Linked DNA regions of Mus musculus: regions 1, 3 and 4 are each linked to region 2. The links are chromatin contacts, called in public HiChIP or PLAC-seq maps. All regions are on one chromosome and are shown on one strand. Each heading gives the region's core, a stretch centred on a gene start, on an enhancer-like site or on the middle of the called end of the contact. The rest is flanking DNA. Distances are from core to core; before and after follow the strand shown.

What was found. HiChIP or PLAC-seq counts read pairs in DNA pulled down with a chosen protein or histone mark.
Region 1: an H3K27ac HiChIP or PLAC-seq map of SST interneurons shows a contact between it and region 2, with 9 times the contacts expected there. The contact joins the enhancer-like site here to the promoter of Kcnh5 in region 2. A contact is called at or near these places in 12 of 39 promoter capture datasets (the SN4741 cell line, cranial neural crest, embryonic stem cells and 7 more), 8 of 115 datasets of contacts at active chromatin or transcription factors (SST interneurons, craniofacial prominence, embryonic basal ganglia and 5 more) and 2 of 9 other capture datasets (adipose tissue and pancreatic islet).
Region 3: a contact with region 2 is called in an H3K4me3 HiChIP or PLAC-seq map of neural tube, with 3 times the contacts expected there. The contact joins the enhancer-like site here to the promoter of Kcnh5 in region 2. A contact is called at or near these places in 14 of 39 promoter capture datasets (the 3T3-L1 cell line, 3T3-L1-derived adipocytes, cranial neural crest and 8 more), 1 of 484 Hi-C or Micro-C datasets (uterus) and 7 of 115 datasets of contacts at active chromatin or transcription factors (astrocytes, embryonic forebrain, embryonic hindbrain and 4 more).
Region 4: an H3K4me3 HiChIP or PLAC-seq map of embryonic stem cells shows a contact between it and region 2, with 10 times the contacts expected there. The contact joins the promoter of 1700086L19Rik here to the promoter of Kcnh5 in region 2. A contact is called at or near these places in 6 of 39 promoter capture datasets (the HPC-7 cell line, cranial neural crest, embryonic stem cells and 2 more), 1 of 484 Hi-C or Micro-C datasets (embryonic stem cells), 5 of 115 datasets of contacts at active chromatin or transcription factors (astrocytes, embryonic stem cells and stem cell-derived neural progenitor cells) and 1 of 9 other capture datasets (macrophages).

Annotation. Positions count from the first base shown.
Region 1 is chr12:74,361,777-74,364,536 of GRCm38.p6, reverse strand. No RefSeq gene overlaps it. Among named protein-coding and RNA genes, the nearest start is that of Gm34552, 46 kb to the right of the region's middle. Within about 2 kb of position 1,281, at least 18 of the 459 cell types and tissues checked have an H3K27ac peak or open chromatin away from gene starts, as enhancers often do. A contact at or near this core is called in SST interneurons and forebrain, where this site is marked.
Region 2 is chr12:75,175,894-75,178,629 of GRCm38.p6, reverse strand. Kcnh5 (potassium voltage-gated channel, subfamily H (eag-related), member 5) reads left to right here and starts at 1,298. Exons shown (of 11, transcript NM_172805.3): 1 at 1,298-2,174. The coding sequence starts at 2,102.
Region 3 is chr12:74,515,367-74,518,157 of GRCm38.p6, reverse strand. No RefSeq gene overlaps it. Among named protein-coding and RNA genes, the nearest start is that of Gm34552, 200 kb to the right of the region's middle. Within about 2 kb of position 1,422, at least 19 of the 459 cell types and tissues checked have an H3K27ac peak or open chromatin away from gene starts, as enhancers often do. A contact at or near this core is called in neural tube, where this site is marked.
Region 4 is chr12:74,282,804-74,285,578 of GRCm38.p6, reverse strand. It overlaps 1700086L19Rik (RIKEN cDNA 1700086L19 gene), which reads right to left and starts at 1,303. Exons shown (of 4, transcript NR_030735.1): 1 at 1,123-1,303; 2 at 1-64.

The sequences.
Region 1 (2,760 bases), core at 32-2,531, 810 kb after region 2:
ACTAACCTCTGTGCCATCTCCAGCCCCTTGTTTGGTGACTTCTGAAAAGTCTGGAATTGATGATGCTGATATTGGTTCCATAAACATTGGTGCATTCCTCCTTTTTCTGTATTAGTGCTTTAAACGTGGGGGACACTCTTAGGTGATGTTTGATATTTGTATTAAGCCATCTGGGGCTATTTAATAACATAACTTAATCTGAGTAACTTATAAACAATAGAATTTAATATTTCACAGTTCTGGTGGTTGGATAGCTCAGCCAAAGCCCTGGCCAGTCTCTGGTGAGGCCTGGTATCCTCACATCATAGAAAAACAAGTCCACCCTGCTTCTTTTAAAGATACTGCTAAGGTGTTAAGATAGCTTGTCCCCAGGGGCTGTGTGTTGGAGGTCTGGTCCTCACTCAGTGTAGTCATGCTGGTATTGATGTGGTGGAGCCTGAAGTCGAGAGCTTCTTGGAGCATAATTTGTTACTAGAGGCTCCAAGCGCATAAAGGAATCACTACTTCTCAAAGAAGAGGACCAAGCCACGTGTGCCTGGATTCAGCCATTTGGCTGGTTGTTGTAGAGCAAGACCCTATATGTTCATGGACACTCTTCTGCACACATCTCTTTTCTGACTCTGCTGTGCTGCGATATAGCCAAGGGGGCCTCACCAGAATGCTGTTGTCATGCTTTCTGGACCATCCAACCTCTAGAAAAGTGAGGCACATAAGTGTGTTTTCCTTAACTAACCAAGCCTAGGGTATTTTTGTCATATGATCCAAAATATTCGAGGATCAGGACTAATCCTGTTCATAAGGACCCAACCCTCATGACCTATTCACCTCTTACAGCCCGCCCTCCCCATGCTCCTGAATTAAGTGTATTTAGGATCGGGCTTTAACATTTGTCTCTTGGAGGGAAAGGAGACTGCAGTGCTTTGCAGCTGCTGATGAAGGAATTCTAGCGTAATGCCAGCATTGTCCATGAGATTTACCATAAAGATCTTCAAACTCCAGTTACAACTCGTTTTCCCTCCTCATCACCCGTGTTTGACAGCGATTCTGGAACAGTGAAAGGAAAGGTTCCCACTTCTAGGTACTATGCCGTTTGGCCAGATAAACCTCAGGAAAGAGTTCATTAAAATGAAGAAGGCAGCTCCTCTAATAACACCCCTTTATCCGCCTTGCCCAAATTGGCATTTGCTTGGATGGTTTTAGATGCTGAGGCTTAGCTCTCCTGTCACTGTGCGCAGAGTGAGCTTCGTTAAGCAGCACAGCCTAGGCTTTTTCAAGAAGCATTATTCTAAGGCTGCTGGTGCCCAGCTGCATCTTGATATGCAGAAATGTGCTTGAAGTTCTCTCCCAGGAGAAGCATTAAAATTGGGTCACGGAGAAAAACAGGTTACAGAAGCCTCTCTGAGCAGTGAGCCCTTCAACATGAGTATGCATGCAAGCGGCAGGAAGGCTAGGAAAACAGGATCTCATCACGAGTATCTGTGTAAGGTAGTCATCGTTGGTCTTACACTGTGGGTCACTATCCAGTTCTGTGTGGCCATCTACACTGGGCTTAGACTGATGCATATCCTTTCCGAGAGAGAGAGAGAGAGAGAGAGAGAGAGAGAGACAGACAGACAGACAGACAGACAGACAGACAGACAGAAGGACACATACACACATATGGGTGTATACAGTCTTTCATCACATAAAAATAACAAAGCTAATTTACATATATGATATATTTTGCTCATTTTTCCCCCTACCTCTTCCCGTAACTCCTTGCAGATTCCTCCAGCCTACCCTACCTCTGAAGTTCATGTTCTTTGTATTTTTAATAACCCATACTACAGTGTTAACTGGTTTGATCCTGTGCAGGTGACCACAGCTGCCATAAGTGCATGGGCACAGCAGAACTTTACAAGGCTATGAGAAACAGATGTCAGTGCAACCCACCCTTAATTTGGAATTGGCAAGCATGATGTTTTGCCTACTCTAATTCACTTGCTAAAATTTATACTCGAAGTGAGTCTGCTTTCTGGTTTGATTTTTACTGAACTTTAACCAGAAAGGCAGAGGGACTGCAAAGCATCAACAATTGCATAGCATGTTTGATAGGCTAGAGTTCATCATAACTGTAATCTCTCTCACTCTACTCTCTCTCCCCCCTCTGTCTCTCTCTGTCTCTCTCTCTGTCTCTCTGTCTCTGACTCTCTCTCTCTCTGCCTCTGTCTCTCTCTCTCTCATGTGTGTGTGTGTGTCTGTGTGTGAGATGTTCGCAGAAAGATCCAGTGAGAGAAACTAACAATCAAATAAGAGAAAACCCTCAGTATATCTCAGCAAATCCCACAGGAAGGAAGGTTTTATCCACTTCACACCTCAACTGCCTGTTTGATTGCCTGCTGCAGCCTGCAGAATTATCAGTGTGTTGGCTCTCCTTCAGCCCAGACCTTTCAAAGTAGGAAGCACTTCTCAGCATGCAGATAGATCACAAAACTGCCTACAAACAGAGAATACAAGGGAGTGGCCCCAGCCTGACTTAGGCAGACGCTGGGACTTTAAATAGTATAGATGGCTTATTTGTTTGTTTGTTTAACATAAGTATATCTGTCTCTCCATTAGACAACAGATTTATCTCAGGGCTTGTGGGAGTTTTTTTTTTTAAACAGGATTCATTCTCCTTCCATGGCTGTGTTTAAAATCTCGAGTGAGTGAGGAGATAAAGAGATGAAGTCAGCAAGCAAGATTGATCTTTCAGACAGCCATTGGAAGACATGGCTTAGA
Region 2 (2,736 bases), core at 49-2,548:
GGAAAGAAAAATTACCGTAGGGTAAAACCTGGATCCTGGCTTTACATTTAACTCTCTGCCAGAGATAGATACATAGATAGGTAGGTAGGTAGGTAGGTAGGTAGGTAGGTAGGTAGGTAGATAGATAGATAGAGCGAGCAAGAGACAGACAGAGACAGAGACAGACAGAGAGACAGAGAGCTAGGGAGAGCACTTTAAAGGCCAGTGAATGGAGGAGTATTTCACTGTCACAGGCCCGTAGGTAGCAAGTAGATGCTGCTGCTCTTACTCTCAGGATGCCCTCTGTTTGACAGGCAATCATTTCCACAAAGATTACCTCGCCCTGGGTAGCTTGACCCCAGCAACCAAGATGTATCATTCAACTAACCTTTACCCTTTGCCCCCTGCCTCTCCCCCAACTCAGAGCCTTTTCTGTTCCCAGAGGGTTCTTGACTCCACAGGCCCAGGTGGAGTCTCCTAAAGGGAAGTTTAGGGTTGCCCTACGCTTGTGGCTTGGGTATCATATTTAGGCAGAGGGTTTATTACCAACAGATTGATAAACTCCATCCTCAGAGTTCTTAGCGCCCCTACTTAGGGATAAGGCCCCCAAATTTGCATGTCAAGACTTCTTAGGGGATGCTAATGCTGTAGCCTGGAGCAAAAACAGCGCCTTTCACAAAAGAAGGGGCTGCCAAGCTCTTTGGGCTCCCCCTTTCTTTTCATGTCTTCCGGTCCCTTTCTCACTTGTGGAAATTTCCCTTTCGTGTGGCTGCCCCCTGCTTTTAGACCGCTTTTTAACAGTCCCACTCCGGTCCAGGTCCTGAATGTAGAGGAGGGCGGCCTCTCCCCAGCCTTGCGCAGCTTTATTCTCTCAGCTTGTACCACTTTTCCACGCAAGCGCTGCCGGTTGCTCGCGCTCTTGTCTGAATTGTTGACTCTCTCTTTGGACTGCTAGCATCGAGCATTAAGTGAACTCTTATTTTTCTTTTTTCTTTTTTCCAAGTTTGGGTAGGGGGATCCGGTTTCCTGTTCTCCTGTACTTAGCAGCCCTGGGGTAGCTCTCCAGAGGCTGTGTCAGAGCCAACCTCCCTCCCCACCCCTCGCGCGCCAAATCCAGCCTGGGGCGCAGGGCCATTCCGGGTGCCAGCTCTGCTCTCATATTCCATCTGGCTTCTGCTCCAAATAGTGGGGTTTCTCAGGGTGTAGAAAGCTCCCGTGTGGAGGCTTCAGGCGCCAGAGCCCGGAGGGGGGCGGTAGCAGCGTCAGGTGGCTGCTCCGCGTCCCCGAGCGCCACCCAGTCACTTCCTACTCGGCGCACAGTCTGGGCTAGAGCAGGAGCCCTCTTGCATCTCAGCCCCAGGACCCGAGTCCTCCGGAGCTGCTGGGGTTTCGGACAGCGGCAGCAGGAGAAGCTGAGATGTGACCTGCTCTCCCCAGAGATTGCCATTTCCCTCTCTGGTGCCTGCCTCGCGAACAACAGCCCGCACCAGCCAGCGAGCACTTGTCTGGATCTTCCTGGAGAAAGGAGCAGCCACTAGGCGCTCGCAAAGCCTGGACAGAACTTTGGCTGCCCTGGGTAGCTGTGAAACAGCTGAGTGAGAAGGGTGGGCTAGGAGACCAAGGGAGCAGAGAGCTAAGGAATGGGGTCTTAGCCTGGGCTAGGGGTGGGGAGAGGGAAGTCGAGTTGCTCCTCGCTCTCTCCCAGAGCCCGGGCGCGGGGCAGAGGGAGAAATGCTGAGCCCGCGTCCGGGCTCCTGCCTCCCCGGCAGCATCTTCAGCAGCAGCCTCAGCATCAGCACCGGCGGGACAGCGACAGCGGGGGCGGCGCAGGCGCACTGTGCCCGGCGGAGCCTGCAGTTCCCCAGCCCCGTGTGCGGCACCGCCACAGTCTGGGCAGCGGCGGCCGGGGGAGCGCTACTACCATGAACTGCTTGGTCCTCCTTCCCAGAGCTGCTCATCCGGGTCGGGCTGGAGACACACTCAGGGGACCCCGCCGCCGCCGCCGCGCCCCCTTTTCTTTCAGCACCATCTCCACTACCTTTTCCTCCTCTTCTTCCACCTTTTCTTCCTGCTTCCCCCCCTCCCCCGCCGCGGATCCTGGCCGCTGCTTTCCAGACCCAGGATGCCGGGGGGCAAGAGAGGGCTGGTGGCTCCGCAGAACACATTTTTGGAGAACATCGTCAGGCGCTCCAGTGGTAAGGAGAGTTGCAGTTCAGAACATTCCCTACCTTCATCCCGCCCACGGCGCCCCCGTCCTGCCCATCCCATCCCTCTTCTAAGGGGGGAGGGGGTGTAGGCAGTGGTACCTGGTGGCTTAGGGTGGGTGGGGGCCGGGAAGGAGGTGGTGGAGGGACTTAAGTTGCATCTGTTTCCTAAGAGAGATGTACCCCCTCCCACCTGTCCAGACCTTAGAGTAGGAGCTAGGAAAGGGGGTGGGTAGAGCGGAGGTCCATCAAAATAGCTTTGAATTTCACTTTGATGATGAATCGCTCCTTGTCCCATCGCTCCCCAAACAAGCTGCAAGCGCTGACCAAATTCTTAGAGCCAGTTTTTGGAGGAAGCTTTCCTTTTAAGTTGGGAATGACTGGGAAAGTGGCCACTTCATCAAATTTAAGTCACTAGGATGGCTTTTGGACCCACTGTGCACAACTGAAAGTACCCTGCCTTAGGGCGAGTAGTCGGAATTGAATCCTAAACAGTCAGTGCTTGGAAAATGGGAAGGCAGTTACTCGGATCAAATTTGGTTTAAAGTTTCAC
Region 3 (2,791 bases), core at 173-2,672, 660 kb after region 2:
CTACTCATTTTCCCATTTCCCTTGCATTCTTTGGAAACTGTAACCTAGGACCAGACTTCATTTAATGAATAGAGAGTTGCGCTACACTTCTCTATAAGTAAAGTATGTACAGAAACTTTAATTCCTCTGTAAGGCCACAGAGCTTTGTCTATTTTTTTCCTCCATCTGTATTGTTTATCAATCGTTTCATAGATATTTATTCATGTATTATACTCCACTGCTCCTTTATGATATTAGTTATTTTTCCCCAGCTTTTACTACCTATGGCTTTCTAGGGAGTCTCAATGTCTCCTTTACGCACCCCATCACTGTGGGAGACAGGGGTGGGGGAGTGAAGAGAGGAGCATTTGCTGAGCACTCTGGCAGGAGCAACTCTCAGATCAGGACCATAAAAGTTCTCATCTCGGACTGACTCTTTCCATGTTGAGCATAGACATGAAAACCAAAGGCACTGCAGAAGAGCGGTATTAAGGGTCAAACACTAGACATCTCTCACCTCCGATGAAGGCAGTGAAAGCCCAACTGCAGCAGCTCTGGTTTCATTCACCACATCCTACTATTTTAATTCATATCCCACAGGAATATGTGATGGAAGCATATCATGGGCTATTGCCAACCTGAGAGTGGCTGAAAACTTACTGTGAATGAAGAATCTCTTCCCCCTACTTCTGACATTTGAAAAAATATCTCCATTTATATGGATGAGAATAAAACTACATCAGGCCACATTTAAGCATGCAGATGGAAAATTTTTCTATTTGAAATAAAATACCATCCCAGCCCATGCCCAGTAGTAAATGGCCAACACAAAATGAATGCATTGGTATTTTTATAGACTTTTGTGACATATTGCTTTGTTTATGTATTTGATTTTTTGTCTTATGGGTCTTTTGCTTGTATATTTTGGTTGTTTGTTTTGGATTTTTATGATTTTGGATTCTATATATAGGTACATATGCAGGTGTGAATGTATGCCTCTTTCTCTCTGTCTCTGTCTCTATCTCTTTCTCTGTCTCTGTCTCTCTCTCTTTCTCTCTCTGTCTCTCTCTGTCTCTGTGTGTGAGTGTGTGTGTGTGTGTGTGTGTGTGTGTGTGTGTTTGTGTGTATTGGTTTCTTCCTTGTTTGTTTAAGAGTATGAGAAACAGTGTATAATTGGATGAGAGGGGAGGTGGTGAGGATCTGGGAGGAATTGGGGGAGGGAAAACCATGATTGGCATATTCCATATAAAAATCTTTTTCAATACAAAATAAAAAAATTAAAAATCAAAAAAAAATTTTTCAAAACCATCACCCCACACCCAGCTAGAATATCTTTATCCTGGCAGAGTCGCAGGCCAGTCAGTAGCAGGCTGGGGATGGCCCTGCCTTGGGCTATGCTGCTTCAGCTCTCAGTCACAGGCAGCTGCTCCTTTTGGAAGCAAATGGATCTGTCAGCCCCACCAGCTCCCACACAGCACTCGCTCAACTCATTAACTGGATGTTTCAGAGCAGACAACAGCTGAGAATCCCTGCCCAAAAAGATCCATGTCATCTTTATCATCAGCAGTAACAGTACCAGTGACTGCCAAATATATTCAGGACACAAATGAGAACATAGGACTGGACTCAGGACCTGCCGGGTGGAATCAGCATCAGAACGCAGACACTAACACAGAAACAAGAGGCCCAATGGGAATCTTTTCTTCAGAGAAAAGGAAAGCTGGGGGAGGGGAGAAGGTTCTTGTGGTTCAAATCCAATGGTGTTGCTCCTGCTTCTGAAGTGATTGCTATGTTTCCTTTAAATGGGTGCAGTCAGGATGAAGCCAATAAGCTCTACCAAAAACGTGCACCTAGCTGTTTGCCAAATTCTCACTTATCTGCCCTGCTTTGAGTTCAATAATGAGAAGATACCCTCTATGCAAAGGCATGGCAGAGAGGCGAAGATAATATTTTGTGCATATTTTCACCTGATGACGTGTGATGGGTCAGACTCACTCTAAATCCTACTACAGACCACTCTATGTCTTTGCATGTTCTGTCTTCAGTTCTCAATTCTTCCAGCTTTGGAAACTTTCAGAACATTATTGGCAGAAAATCTCTCCCATGTTCTAGACCTTTCAAGTAAATACACAATATAAAACTCTTCCCTCTAGAAGCCTCTACACACGACATTATTAACCTTTGGAGGAGGCACGGTATGCAGGTGTGACTGTGAGCATCTGCTTTTCCAAGCTTTGTGTAAGCCTGGCTTCCTCCACAGAAGGCCAAGAGCCCTGTCAATCTTGGCACTATCCCAATCTAGTTTTTAATCATAGTAGGTTTTTCTTTAATAATGCCATTAATCCCCGTTAACATGCATGTTCAAGGATATACAGGACAAGAAAATATTCTGGTTTTAGAAATACAATGATATCTGGGCCTTAGAAGGAAGGAAGTTCTTATAGACATCCCATTTAGGGCTACAGTATTTTATTCTCCACATCTTAACCAATTGTGTACTACCACCTACTGCAGAATAAAGATTAGCTGATGAGAGTTAAGAGATACATCAATCTATTGAGCATAAATATAAATCATTAAGAGTTGATTTAATACTATGTCAGTTTAGCAGAACAGTAGTAGTAAGCTTTCACATGGGCCTTATGATATATTAAAAAATAAATTGGGCCTTTATAATGGTGCCAAGTGTAGAATGGGTTTTTGTCTTCTGGAATGGGTTTTTAAATCCAATCTGAAAGTGACTGGTTACCTTCATGACATTTGTGCCACCATTGTACCAGTGGTCATGCTTAGACAGGATTGTCATTTTTAT
Region 4 (2,775 bases), core at 54-2,553, 890 kb after region 2:
AGAACTCCCCTTGGCACATGGAGCATGTCTCACAGCCTCGGGCTCATGAATGGGGACCTGGGATCTTGAAACAAGGAGACATACTGGCATAAGACACCTCTAAAGAATCAGGGATGCAGGGACATGAATAAGTTATCAGGGCAGGAGAAGGCGGGTGGGGTGGGGATGGGGGGCGGCACTGAGACGTTTGAGGTGGGGCCGATCTGGGACATGGTTTAGAAAGAAAGATAAACCTTCAAACTCAGGATCACTTAAGTTTAAGTAGGAGCGACGTCAACTCCCCCTAAGAGATCTGAAAAGTGCACAATAGTTCATCTTGTCAGTGATTTACTCGAGCGGTTATTTTGGGGAAATGTGATTAAAAAAAAAATCACAGCCAGCTCTTGTATAATTTTAGGCTGCATCACCCTCCAAAATAACAAAGCAATTAACTCAAAACACCATAACTTGTTCTTTCTCTGACATACTGACTCTTTCTGGCAAGGTCTGAAGTAGCTGCTCCACGTTTGAAGATAGTTCTCAGCAAAGGGTTCCGTTTAACCACACCTAGTCTGCATGGCTGTGTGCTCACGGATCTCATCATCTTCTATATTTAGAGAGACGGGCTTTCCAAGGGAAGACGGGCATCCAATAAGGACGATCCCATCTAGAGAGGTGAGTTACTATGGTTACTGCTCAGGAGGCTGAGGACCAGTGAACCACTGCTCCTGGCCAGCTGGACCCTTTCCAGATGAGGACCTAAAACAGAAGCCCGTGTTGACTGAATTTCGTGGAGCCTACTTCGTGTCGTTTTATCCATAACCACGGGCTGCCTTTGGGAGCTGCCTCCAGCTCTCCAGCCTCGGGCAGCCAGGCAAAGCAAAATCAAGGAAGGTGGAAAACTTCTAAGCACTAACAGACAGTAGCGAACAGAGGGGGAGTCTCAATATCCAATCCTGGCATTTAAAAAATCAAATCAAGTTATTCGGGACCAGTGGCTAGTCACTTTTCAGTGGCTGGGGGCAGGGTGGGATCCGAGGCCAAGTCCCTAACCTCCAGCCGTAGGGAACGCGTCTTCTCTGGGCCTCGGGTCAGATGCCTGGCTGGAGGGGTCCTGGCAAACCTTGAGAGGGGTCCACTTACCCGAAGACTGCGTGTGCAAATGTTTCACAGCTCCTGTTTTTTCGCGAAGGTGTCACTCTTCGGACGGGTTCTGACAGCGACAGCGACAGCGGCGGCGGCAGCGACTGCAGCTCGGCGGGGCGGCCGGCTCCTGCAGGTCGGTCCCTCCTTCTCTGAAGCGCCTCTCGCTCCGGCTCAGAACGCGAGGCGGGCGCGCGGCTTTTCTAGGCGCGCATTGGACCAAAGGGAGCAGATGTTATCCGGTTGCTAGGAGCGTTGCTAGGAGGCGATGACGCCCCTCCACCGCCCGAAGCAACTTTCCTGAAGGTCTCGGGCGCCAGAGGGGGCTACTGAGAGCCAGACTGGGAGCTCTACCGGGAAGGAAGGCTGAGAACGAGGGGTCCAGCCACGGGTCACACTGACTTGGTCCAGGAGAGCTGGCGACACGGGAGCGGGAGCGTCGCGGGCCTGAGCGTTAAGAGGAGTCTCGCGTCCCAGAAAACGGTCACTCACTGGAGGCTGGATTGGTGTCCCCATGGAAGTTGAATGGGGACAGAGGTGGAACTGCATTTAAAGGTGTGAGGGATCCTTTGGCTCCGGGACTGTGTCCCACTGTGTTCCTGTTACTACAAGCAGGTTTGAGCAATTGACAGACTTGAAAGAGGGAAATATTAATCCATGAAACTCAATCCTGAGTCTAATTCCTTTGGGCACCCTATATGGCTACCTCCTAAAAACGGGAGGATGGCACCGGGTAGACGAGGGGGAGTGTTTCCATGGGGTGTTCCCATGGTCTAGTGTTCTGCCTCTATACCATTAGACTTCATCTAAATGAGAGAAGAATAAACCCTTCAATTAATATGAAATGTTCTATAAAAAATAATCACACAAATGACATGAAGTTGGAAGAAAGATGTAGGGGTTTCCAGGGATAGTGGTCCCGGGAGTGGGAAATGAATATGGTCGAAACACATTGCATACCTGTATTAAGTTCTCAAAAGGCAAATAAAATCTATCTTTTTAAATGCACCTCAAAAGGGTACTTTCCACAAAGGATACTGGGGAAACTACATATGTTTCAGTCATTGTTGCTTTAATGTAGTTTCCACAAAGGTTTGCAGCTTCTCCAATTTCTTGATAGAGCTTATTTTGATTCAGTTTTTGTTTGTATTCTTGACCATTGCTTCTCATCCTCACCGTGGCTGTTGTGAAATGGTTTTATTTTATTGAGGGGAAAGAAAAAAAAGAAGACTGCAAGAACCTCAAAGTGGGAACATCTGAGAAGCCAATGAGCAAATTCAAGAAAGGAAACCAAAATACCTAGTAAAGAAATTCTGCTTAGCATGCTCCCTTGATGATAAATTTCTCCTAAGAAAGGAGTACAGAATTTCCCTGGCTCCCTAGAGAGTTGGGCCAGGGCCAGGGCCAGGATGGAAATCAGCACCCCTGGGACTCACTTAGAAAGAAATACTGTGTTTAGATCCAAGCCAGGCTGCTGCTGCATAGCACTGGGTTAAGTACTAAGGGGTGGGGGTGGGGGCAGCCATCTTCAAGGCTAGCGGGGTACAGTATGATCCCACAGTTCAGAGGTCTCCAGTACCTACTTCATGCCTTTGTCAAACTTTAATCTCTGGAAGCGTATTTGCCCTGAGGTTTGAGACGATCATGAGGTAA